Regions from separate parts of the Neogale vison genome. Here region 2 is linked to region 1. A link is a contact called in public Hi-C data. All regions are on one chromosome and are shown on one strand. The core of a region is the stretch at or near the end of the contact, and the rest is flanking DNA. Distances in the headings are between cores, read along the strand shown.

The links. A called contact is a pair of places that touch in the nucleus more often than the background predicts.
Region 2: a Hi-C map of tongue shows a contact between it and region 1, with 5 times the contacts expected there. The contact joins the enhancer-like site here to the promoter of NR4A3 in region 1. A contact is called at or near these places in 2 of 3 Hi-C or Micro-C datasets (muscle and tongue).

What each region holds. Positions count from the first base shown.
Region 1 is chr9:31,182,992-31,188,187 of ASM_NN_V1, forward strand. NR4A3 (nuclear receptor subfamily 4 group A member 3) reads right to left here and starts at 2,475. Exons shown (of 7, transcript XM_044265264.1): 1 at 2,378-2,475; 2 at 1-67. The coding sequence starts at 65.
Region 2 is chr9:31,609,090-31,614,285 of ASM_NN_V1, forward strand. No RefSeq gene overlaps it. Among named protein-coding and RNA genes, the nearest start is that of SEC61B, 110 kb to the right of the region's middle. Within about 2 kb of position 2,667, the one cell type or tissue checked has open chromatin away from gene starts, as enhancers often do.

The DNA of each region.
Region 1 (5,196 bases), core at 1,225-3,724:
TAGGTCTGCACTGCATAACTGGAACCTGGAGGCGAAGGGCTATACTGGGCTTGCACGCAGGGCATATCTGCAGGACAGGGAAAAGGGTCTGTCAGAAGCAAGTCAGCACTCTCTCTTGGCTGACAGGTACCACTGGGTTCATTGCTCTCTCATCTGGGAAATGGGAGGGGAAGTGCCATCCTTTCCTCCTTCCAATAGAGTAGATTTAAAGCTTCATGCTTACTTTCTTCCTTGGAGAAAGCGGAATTCCTGACAGACTGTCTAAGGGGCCACAGGATGCCAAAACCAGGCCTCCTGGGGACCTCTGCCCACCTTCTCTCTCTTGCCCTTGTTCTCCACCAGATCTGGGAAATTTGACTCCTTCTTTCATAAGCCCAGTCATGTTTTGATGAAGGGGTTTTGAATCCTATAAACTAAATGGGGGTGGTCTTGGCCACAAGTTGGGAGGACAAAAAGAAAGCCAGTGAATGCTCTGTTGGTTTATTTTTGGGGAAAGAGGCCACTAGTCCCCAAAATCACATGCATTGATTTAGAAATCTGAGTTACTTAAAAAAAAAAAAAAGTGTCCTTTGCAAGACTTACTGGCCAAGGAAGACTGACATTCTAACATTTTATGAGTGCCAACTGAGCCTACCCACACATGTTGTGGTCGCTTTCTCCCACCCCCTCCCCATTTCTCCAAACACAGCTAACAGCCTACACAAAGTGGACCCCTAGTGATGACTTCAGCCAGTTAGGTGGAGAGGTGGGAACACAGGCCCAGGAAATGGACTCGGGGGAGTTTATGCCATCTGCAAAGAAAAAGATCAGCAGCTGCAACAAAACACCCACCAAACATGCTCTCTGCCGTATACAGTATATATATATATATATACACTTATATATGTATATATATACATATATATATGTGTGTATATATATACATATATAAGTGTATATATATCCCCCAATTCTGACTAATAAAATATATCAGTGGCTGTTTTAAGACAACAGTCTACAGCTACTATAAGAGGTGAGTTAGCTTACAAATTTTCTTATGACAGAAGAATTAGTACCTCTGCAAAAGAAAGCAGTTCCTTAGTAGGTTCAATTTCTCTGCCAGTTGACTATGTTGAGCCCCTGAAGTGACTAGTATCCAGGATGCTTATTATTGTTCAGGGAGGTTGAGCTGGATGAGAAGGCCTTGGAAATTACTGGATCTAGTGGCTGATTTTTTAAAAATCTTATTATTTCTCTTTCTCTATAGCTAATTAGAAATGGTAAAATGGGCAGTTTCTGGTGGTTGGTTTTTCTGAACCAAAGGGAAAGCAGGTGCTTCACCTCTGTTTGGAGTCTATGGTCTAGAAGTTGTGACTAATAAAAAAAAAGCGAGTACTTCATATTTCCTTTGACATCTTTCTCTTACCCACGTTTCCAAATCTGATTGAGTCATGCGTGTATGGGATGAAATCTTGACTTGAAAAAAGGTGATGAGGGCCTGTGGGAAGAAGCGGTGATAAGGAGAGGCCAGTTCAAGCCTTCATTTTCCAAGAAGGGCCTTAAAAACACTCACTAGTTTGAAGTTCAAGGATTACTTATCCTGCTGTCTTGTTAGGGTGAAATGAAAGGTTAATGATTTAAAAGAAAGAACACTGCCCAATGTTCCATCTATTCTTCCTTCAGCACTTCTAGGATTTCTCCATTAATCTTCTGTCATCTTCCCTTGCCAGTCCCTATGCATTGCTCTTCTTTGTGTCTTTCTGGGGTTTCCAGCTAGAATATGAGTTTGCTTGCTCCTAAATTCTATTGATCTGCATACCTTTGGTGATTACACAGTCCAGGCACCTGATATCTCTTTAACAAAGGCATAAAGAGGTGTTAAAAGTCAAACCTGCAATCCTTTCTTTTGCCCAATTAGAATTTACTCCTTGGTTTTCAGCTCAAATGCTTTTTCTCTTTTCCTCTGCGCTTTAATAATCCAAACTTCTGCATCAAATGATTTGGGTTCTGTACAAACATAAATGCTCTGTACTGCTCAAAGAGAGTCCATAACTTTTACATGCATAAACTGGATATAAAAGGAGAGCAAAAATGGAGACATTAAAATGTATAATAAGATCCTAATCTATTGGCGTATCTTTTTTTTTTAAGGAAAAATATTTTTGAGAAATGCAACGCTTAATTAAATCTGGCTGCTCTACTAGGTAGCAACAGGGTGTGGTATCCAGAGGAGCTTCGTGCAAGGAGGCCACCTGTTCTGTGAAATGCATGGTCAACAGTCACTGCCCTGGTGCTGGGCAAGTGGAACAGCCCGCCTGTTGGGTGTGTGCATCACCCCCCTCCCCGCCCCCACCTCTCCCAGCCTGAGAGGAATAAGGCGTCATGCCTTTAGACCTACCTGGAGGATATCTTGCGCGCTGAATGGTGGGGCTGTGGGTCTCTCCAGCGGAGGCTGAGAGGGTGGGAGGCGGGGACGTCCGGCGAGGCGAAGCGGTGACTGTGCTACCCGGCTCCGCTGAGGGTCCAGGCTCAGGACGGGGGCTTGCCGGACTGCGCTCTTCCGCAGGAGGCTCTGCGGGCACCGGGAGAGACAGAGCTTAAAGTGAGACCAGGCTGGTCGTCGTGGCCGGGGCTGGGCGTATTGGGAGAGGATGGTTTGGTGGTGGTGGTGGGGGGTGGAGGGTCACTATGAATGCTACGTTAATTACAAAGAATTGTAAGGGCAAAGAAGCAGTGATTAAGGTGAATGGGGTTCCTGGGCAAGAAGCATCACACCTCCTTGGGGGGGGGCGCAGAAAGGTTGTCAGGCACCCACTGCGCTCACCGCCGTTTTGTGGCACCCAAATCTAGGCTAAAAATACGTGCATTCTGTCATCGCCCAGGAATTGATCTCTCTTGTCCCCACAATTGGTTCTGAGCTCGCCAAGTCAGGAAAACCGAAGAAAGAGCACCTGAGGAAGAGTTTCGACCGAATTCGAGGAGTCAGTGAGTGTTCACGAGCGGAAAATAGTCATTTTCCAACTCCACTGCACCCCCCACCCCGCCCTCCTCAAATACAGAATTTACACGTTGCATAGGAAATGCACAAGGTCCGGAACGAATGCGTGAATGCCCCGGGGAATTAAGAAAGTCTGCGCTTTTCATTCTAAATGCTAATGGAGCTTAGCTTCTATTAGCCGCGAGTTTTGGGGGCCAGGGGTCAAGCAAACAAAAGGACACAGTGGAAACAGCCCGGCGCTGGAAACAAGGGGACCAGGCAGTTGGAGTTCCAGGCTGGTAGGGTGGGAGGAGGCAGGCCCCCTGCACCCAGCAGGAGGTATCCCTGAGGGTGGGCGACTTCGAGGCTCGGGGCCATCCGGCGGCCCCGAGGGGGCACATTCCGGAGGGCGCTGAGCGCGGCTCCGGGGCGAGCGTCTCTGCGCACAGCCTCAGTGAAACTTTGTAGCTGGAATCGCAGGTCCGCGGGCCTTGGGGGAAAGGTCCACTGCCCCAAACTCTGGTCTACAGCGCCCCCTTCGCCTGGACCCGTTCATATCTCGAGGGTTGGGAAGGTGAAACTGGAAAAAAAAAAAAAACAAACACAACCCCAAAAAACCTCGGGAGTGCGCGGGCCGAGAGGGGCGTGTTAAGTTTTGTCCCCCGCTAACCCCTGCGCCAGCGGCTTGCCTGAAGGAAGAGGGAGAGGGGGTATCGGAACCCCCAGGTCCGGTAAGCCCTCGAAAGCCAGGAAACGGGGGATTCCCTTGCCACCCCGCCCCAGCCCTGTCCCAGCCGATCGTACGGAAATCTTGCGCTCGCTCTATCTAGCGCAGGCACGGGCGGATCTTCCCACGGCTGTAACAGGAGCTTCCCGTCCACCCAGAATTTGCAATACGGGTCTCCAGCAACCTGCCACCACCTCCTGCAGTAGGTGCCCTCATTCCTGCCCTCCCCTGGGTCCTTTCGAGCGGAGTGTTTCTCCGAGGATCGGCGAGGTTGCGTCTCCTTAAGGAAAGGGCTCCCCTCGAGCGCCGCGCGTTCGCGGAAAGAGCCACACCACGTTTCCTGCAGCAGAGCCAAGAGCCCCAACGCTCCCCCCACCGCCCCCACCCCCGCCCACTCCCATGGCCGGTTACCTAGGCAAAGCCTCTGCGCCTGGAAACACGTTCCGCCGCTCCGGCTCGCGGCCGCCCGGGCCGGGAGCACTGAGCCTCGGGGTTGTAAATTAGGTAGAAATAACTACCTCTGTCAAAGCTCCTTTCTTTCTCGTGGGCGGACGAAAGGAACACCCCCATGTTCCCCTCCCCGTGGTGAAGTGTGTGGAGGAAACCGTGAAACGCACCATTGTGACCAGGGCTCCTCCGCGGAGTTTCCAAACCTGGGGAGCGGGGGCGGAGGTTGGGCGGGGGCAGTAGGAGTGGAGGAGAGACCGACAGAAAGGGAAAGACAGAGATTCTCAGAAAGACCAAGGGAGAGGAGACAAACCGCGGGGGAGAATTTCTGCGAGCGCGCGGTCTCAGGGAAGGGAGTGGGTGGGTGCGGAGAGGAGGGAGCCGGTGTGGAGGTGGCTTGGCCTGAGCAATCTTTGATAGTCACAGTAGGATCACCTTATCCAGGTAAGATAACTCGAATGAACTCCAACTTCATTCATTGTGCCCAGTAGCCCCGTTGGGCAGCTTTTTCTTTCCTCTCAACTCATTTCTGTAAAATATTTCTCCGTCGTAGAAATAGAGGATTCAGGACGGATTTGCCATTCACCTCTCGCCTGGCACCCTAAGACTCTGGGATAACAGCCCAACATTTGTGATCACCAAACTCCTTGCAGCTCTTCCCTCGGAAGAATCCGGAGACATAAATAAAAGACAATGTCCAGGAACGTTCTTTAGACTCAAGGGACAAATGCTTTCTCTCTCAGTCCTGACCCAAGCTTTCAGTGGGTTCGAGAGGTGCCTTAGGTAGTCAGTGTCCCTAGGCTGAGCTCTCATAATCGCTCCCCGCTCACCACTGAGAACTTTCATTTGTTTCTATTAAGAGTAAAACACTCAGAGCAACTTCTCCAAAAGCGCGAGTTCTGCCAGTTAAGAGTAAAACATGCCCACACCAAGCCAAGGCCCGAAGGAAACGAACACCATCCCCACGCGTGTCCGGGCTCGGGAGTAGGCAATTACACCCGATTACCTCTGAAGGGAAAAGTGTACACGGGCAAGTAGGCTACGCCAGGCAGACGTGCCTAGCGGA
Region 2 (5,196 bases), core at 1,417-3,916, 430 kb after region 1:
CGGCGTTAATATTCTCCAGGCCGAAGATCCCATCTGCCCAAACACCTGGAGTCCCAGGCTGTGTGTTAGTTCTGCTGTTTCCTGCGAGCCGAGCCCAGGGGACTGCTTGGGGCCACGGCAGGTAGACTCACCTGGAGAAGCACCAGCCGGCCGAGCAGCATATCTGCTTTCTTCCCATTTCCTTCCTGGGTTCACAATGAAAGCCCAAATTCTGCCAGTCTTGACTGCCATTCAGATCCTTTTTTAAAAAGGATTTTGAGGAAGGAAACCATTGTGTGCCCCAAAGGGTCCTGGTAACCAGAGGTGTCTGGAGATTTTGAACTGTTAACACAGAAAGGGAGCTCTCTCCTGCTTCTTCTCAGAAGGGCCCTGGTCCCAGCTTATGGGCTCTACCCTCATGATCTCATTACTCCCCAAAGGCTCCAAATACAAACACATTAGGGGTTAGGGTTTCAACATTTGAATTGGGTGTGGTGTGGGGGACGCCAACATTCTGTCCACAGCAGAAGCAGAGAGCCCTGCAGTTCTGGGCAATGAAACCAGAATCCGCAGGAGGCAATGGGGGTAAAGCCTGAACAAGGCCATCCAGACCCTGCCCTAAGAGAGTCATAGTCCGATGTGGGGAGACCAATGGTGAATCCGGCAAATCCAACATACACAGGGATAAGCATTTAGAGAGAGGGACATAAAGTCTCTGTTAGAGAACACGGGAGGGTATCTCACCTAGACGGACAGGCTACTGGGCCTCCTGATTCATTTTCCACTTAAATATAAAAAGGTGACTTGGGATTTGGAGTAGGATGAAAAAGGAGGTGATGATTGTGGGAAGAGAGATCCTGGAAGGCTTCTCAGAAGAGATAGATGGTCTTCTGGAGCTGGGGACTCAAAGGGTGGCTAGACAGGCACAGATTTGGAAATGCGTGTCAGCCTGAGAAACCAGGCTGTCCCTGACAGAGACACGAATGGGGACTAGGCCCATTGGACAGAGCTCATCTCCAGGGCCTGTGGATCGAATGCATAGTATAGAGCAGCAAGAAACATAGCTGGAAAAGCAGATGAGAGGCACATCAGAGCCTTTCGAGGTTTGAACTTTGTACTGAAGTTCACGAGGAGCCATTGCCAGCATTTTGAGACACCACTAGGCCTGTGTTTTGGGGATGGTCTCCAGGGCGGTCAGGATGATGTAGGGGGAAGCTGACAGGATGGGACCAGTCCCTAGTAGTGGTGTAGGTGTGCAGTGATGAGGGCATCCGTCCTGGGGCAAGAGCTAAATCAGTGGGGTAGTCACCCCGGCCTGGCAGAACATGGGGGGCACACTTGGACAGCCAGCCCTGAACATGCCTGAGAAGAAATTGATGATCCCCCCCCCAGAAGAACCAGGGCCACCTCAGGTCCAAGAAGCAAGTTCAAGTTTCGAGATGAAAATCTTCCAGAGTGCTAGAGAGGGGCAGATGGAGGGCCCCAGGGGGAGCGAGGGGCCAGAGCAGGGACGAAGCCAGGGCTGCGAGGACTGTGGCTGGAAATGGGCCTCAGACTTCTGACTGAACACTGGTGTGTTTATACATGCGTGTGTGTGTGTGTGTGTGTGTTGGGCTGTCTGTGTGTACCTGTGATCCATGCAGAGACGAGCTGAGCAGGGAGGAGGCATGGCCTGGGTTAAAGGATGACAGACCAGGAGGACAACAAGGGGTCCTGCGGGGTGGGATGGGAGATGTGCCCCAGGTCTTAGCACCCACGCGGGCTGTCAACCCTTGACCACCTGTGTCAAAAGAATGGAGAGCAGCGAGCTTCTGACAGAAGAGCTCTATCCCCTTGGTCAAGATTCAGACCAGGGAAGCAGCCCCCTCTGTCACCCCCAGCTGTCGGGCTCGGCCACCGAGCCACCAGGCCCCACACACCTACGAAGTGATGCCGGAGACATAGAGCTACAACCCAAAGCTTTTTTCTTTTAAGATTTTATTTGTTTATTTGACAGACAGAGATCACAAGTAGACAGAGAGGCAGGAAGAGAGAGAGAGAGAGAGAGGGAAGCAGGCTCCCTGCCGAGCAGAGAGCCCGATGCGGGACTCGATCCCAGGACCCTGAGACCATGACCTGAGCCGAAGGCAGAGGCCCAACCCACTGAGCCACCCAGGCGCCCCAAAGCTTTTTTCTTAAAGACTGGAATCAGAGTCTTTTCTGGCACTTTCCACAGGTTTCCAGGGGGGTTGTCCCCTGCGCTCAGGTCTGTGGAAACTGGTCCATCCACAGTCTGGTCGTCCCAGGGGGCTCCTTTGCAAACTTCCTGTAGGTTCCAGGAGTGGGCAGCCTGCTGGACAGTGAACGCACTGCCTGGTGAAACTCCAGATGAGAGCGAGTGCCCTTCCCAAGACAATCTCCCCAGATCCTTTTCAGCGCTGTGAGTCCTTCCTTCCTTCCTTCCTTCCCTCCCCGGCTTGGCCCGAGTTTTCTGCCCAGCGGAGTCCTGTGAGAACATTTCGGCGCACTGGGCCCATCCTGCTCCCGACGGGGAGATGCCGGCTGGCTGACCCCTCACTGTGGTGGGTACTGTACCCACAGCCCAGGGGATGTCTGCCCACCCTCCCTCCTCTCCCGCTGCTGACGCACGCGTCCTATAATAAGCCTCTGTTACTTGGAGCTGGGGCGGCTCCATAGTAAGCCGAAACCGCTACTATATTTACACCCTTTCCACATTTAGACAAAGGCTATTTTTAACAGAAGGTCTATTTGTGGGGGCTGCCCGCGTCACACTCTGTTCACATGCATCTCACCATCCTGGGTCTATTATTTTGATTTCACACTTGTACCAGGTTTCTTTCCTTGCCTCCTTCCCTCCATCGTTTTGCTTTCACTTCTTCTCTCTTTCTCCTTCCTCTGTCCAATTTCCTTCCTTTCTTTCCCCCAGAGGAAATCAGAACAAGAGGTCTCTGGCAGGCTGTGTCTCCAGAGTGTCTCTGGGGATACCCAGGGTCCCATCCTCATGGACCAGAGTGGTCAGTGGGGCCGAGTGCTGGGCCTGTGAATTTTTTTCGGTGCTTGCTGGTGGCGTACAAGCGCAGACCCCAGTCCCGGGGGCTTCATCGTGCATGCCTTCCAGATGCTCTGTGGCATTCCAGTTCCGTGCGCACAGTGTGTGTGTGTGTGTGTGTGTGTGTGTGTGTGTGTGTGTGTTTGGGGGGAGGGAGCCAGCAAGGTCAGAAGAAAATAAGCCAAGATTTCATCATTCATGCAGAACATTGTTTCAGCTTACAAGTTAATTTTATCAGATTTTTCTAAGAAGACAGAATTTTTGTTTATTTTGATGAAAGAGGATTTCATACTTTCTAGATGCATGATCCACTTGTGGGAAGAGGGGGACGGAATCAATGGAATTAACACTTACTAAGTGCTTCCTGCGGTCCCCCTCCTCCCACCGCCCCCCACCCCCCCATCCCCACCCCTCAGGCCCTGACAATGTCAGAGGCTGGTCCTGCCTGCATCCAGGTTCCAGGTGAGGAGCCTGGAGCCCAGAAAGATCTGGCAACTGAATTCAATTCGCTGGGAAGTGGCTGAGCTGGGATGTAAATCTGCATGTCTAGCCACAGACTGCCTGCTGGACGCGAATCTCACCCCTGCCGCTTCCTTCTCCCCTCTATAAAATAAATAAATAAAATAAAGAGTCTTCATTAAAGCTGTTCTTATTACTTTCTGCTTCTGGTTCTGCTCCCCTGCTCACCCTCTCCCTTGGCTAGAAGAGGCCTTTCCCACCTCAGAACCCTCCTTCTTTGATCGTTGAGTAATGGGAAATATAAACACATTGGAAACTACATAGACCCTGGCCCGTGGGCCCTTGGAAAGCCTTTGTGGATCCTCAAGGATCCCGGAGAAACCCCATGTTGTCAAATCTTATTTTCTTCCTCCAACAATCCATATGGATTATGGCTTCGGGGTGAAATAGTTTTTATTGTCTTTCTAAGAGCAAAGACTATTGAGATTTGAATTCACATCAGACGGTAGGGGAACAGAATTCAGAGCCAATTGTAGGACACCCGCCCTCCTTAGTCCAGCGTCCCTGGTGTCAGAAAACTCCCGGAAACCAAATGCTCCCTGGGTCTCTCCCCATCGTCAAGACTTTAAAATTGCTTACTCTGGCTCAGGCATTTCCTGGAGACTCTGATAAGAGATTATTATCTACGTGGTGTCCTACACTCAGGAGACCCAAGCCCAGAAGCATAGCCGCTGTAACATTAGGGCAAGTCACGTTGCTTATATTTAATTTGATTTCTTCTGCCTCCAAATGGAGATAGGAACACCACCTTACCTACTCACCCTTTTCACAATTTGCAGAGAAGTTTGAGTAAGAGTCTTTATGTGAGTGCGCTGCTTCGAAAGCCGGCAAATGCTCCAAGACCAGGCGTTGCTAATGCTGATGTTTTTAACTTTAGTAGAGATGTGAAAAAGGGCTCAGCAAAGCCAAGTGACATGTTCAAGGTCACACAGCAACTAAGTGGTTGAAATTGGGAGCGTAAAGTCCTGTTTCTCCCTGCAGAAGGCTGAAAAAAAAAATTGCAGCCTTGTGAAAGGCTCAAGTGCTGAGCTCAACCGGTGCTGGGCCAAGTTCAGCCCAGAAATGGGGACACTGATCTGGGATGGGTCCCATCGCTCTCCCCAGCTGACCCTCCCTGTGAACCTTTGTGCCAGCAGCTTCTCAGGCTTCTCAGCAGTGTGAGTGTCCTGCCTCAGCCAGTGCCGAAATCCCAGAGCAGCGACAGAGAAGCCAGTGTCATGGGGCTTCTGGTTTCAGGATATGCTGGAAAGGCGAGAAGGAAGCTTGTCTTCCCCTGGATCAGGGCCAGGGCCGGGTGGCAGGGCCTCCCCCGCCAGGAGCTGGGACGTTCCCCAGGTGCCCGGGCATCCCCAGGTCAGTAGAGCCGCCAGCACTTCACCAAAGCATTAGCTTGGGTCAGAGCATAAATCATCCAGCCCTTTGCACAGACCAGATGTCTTGTCAGCTTGCACAAACCCTGCCCCGAATCTGCGACCTGACAAGGGGCCTTGTGTTCACCCAACTTAAGGAAGGGTTTGCGGGAAAGGAATTAAAATCCCCTATAGCGGCCTCTTGGTGGACTTGAGGTTAAGACACCTTCACGGGGCCATACCTCTTCACCTTGCCTCCGTGACTCTGACCTTCTAGCCTTTGGCCACACCCCGCCCACC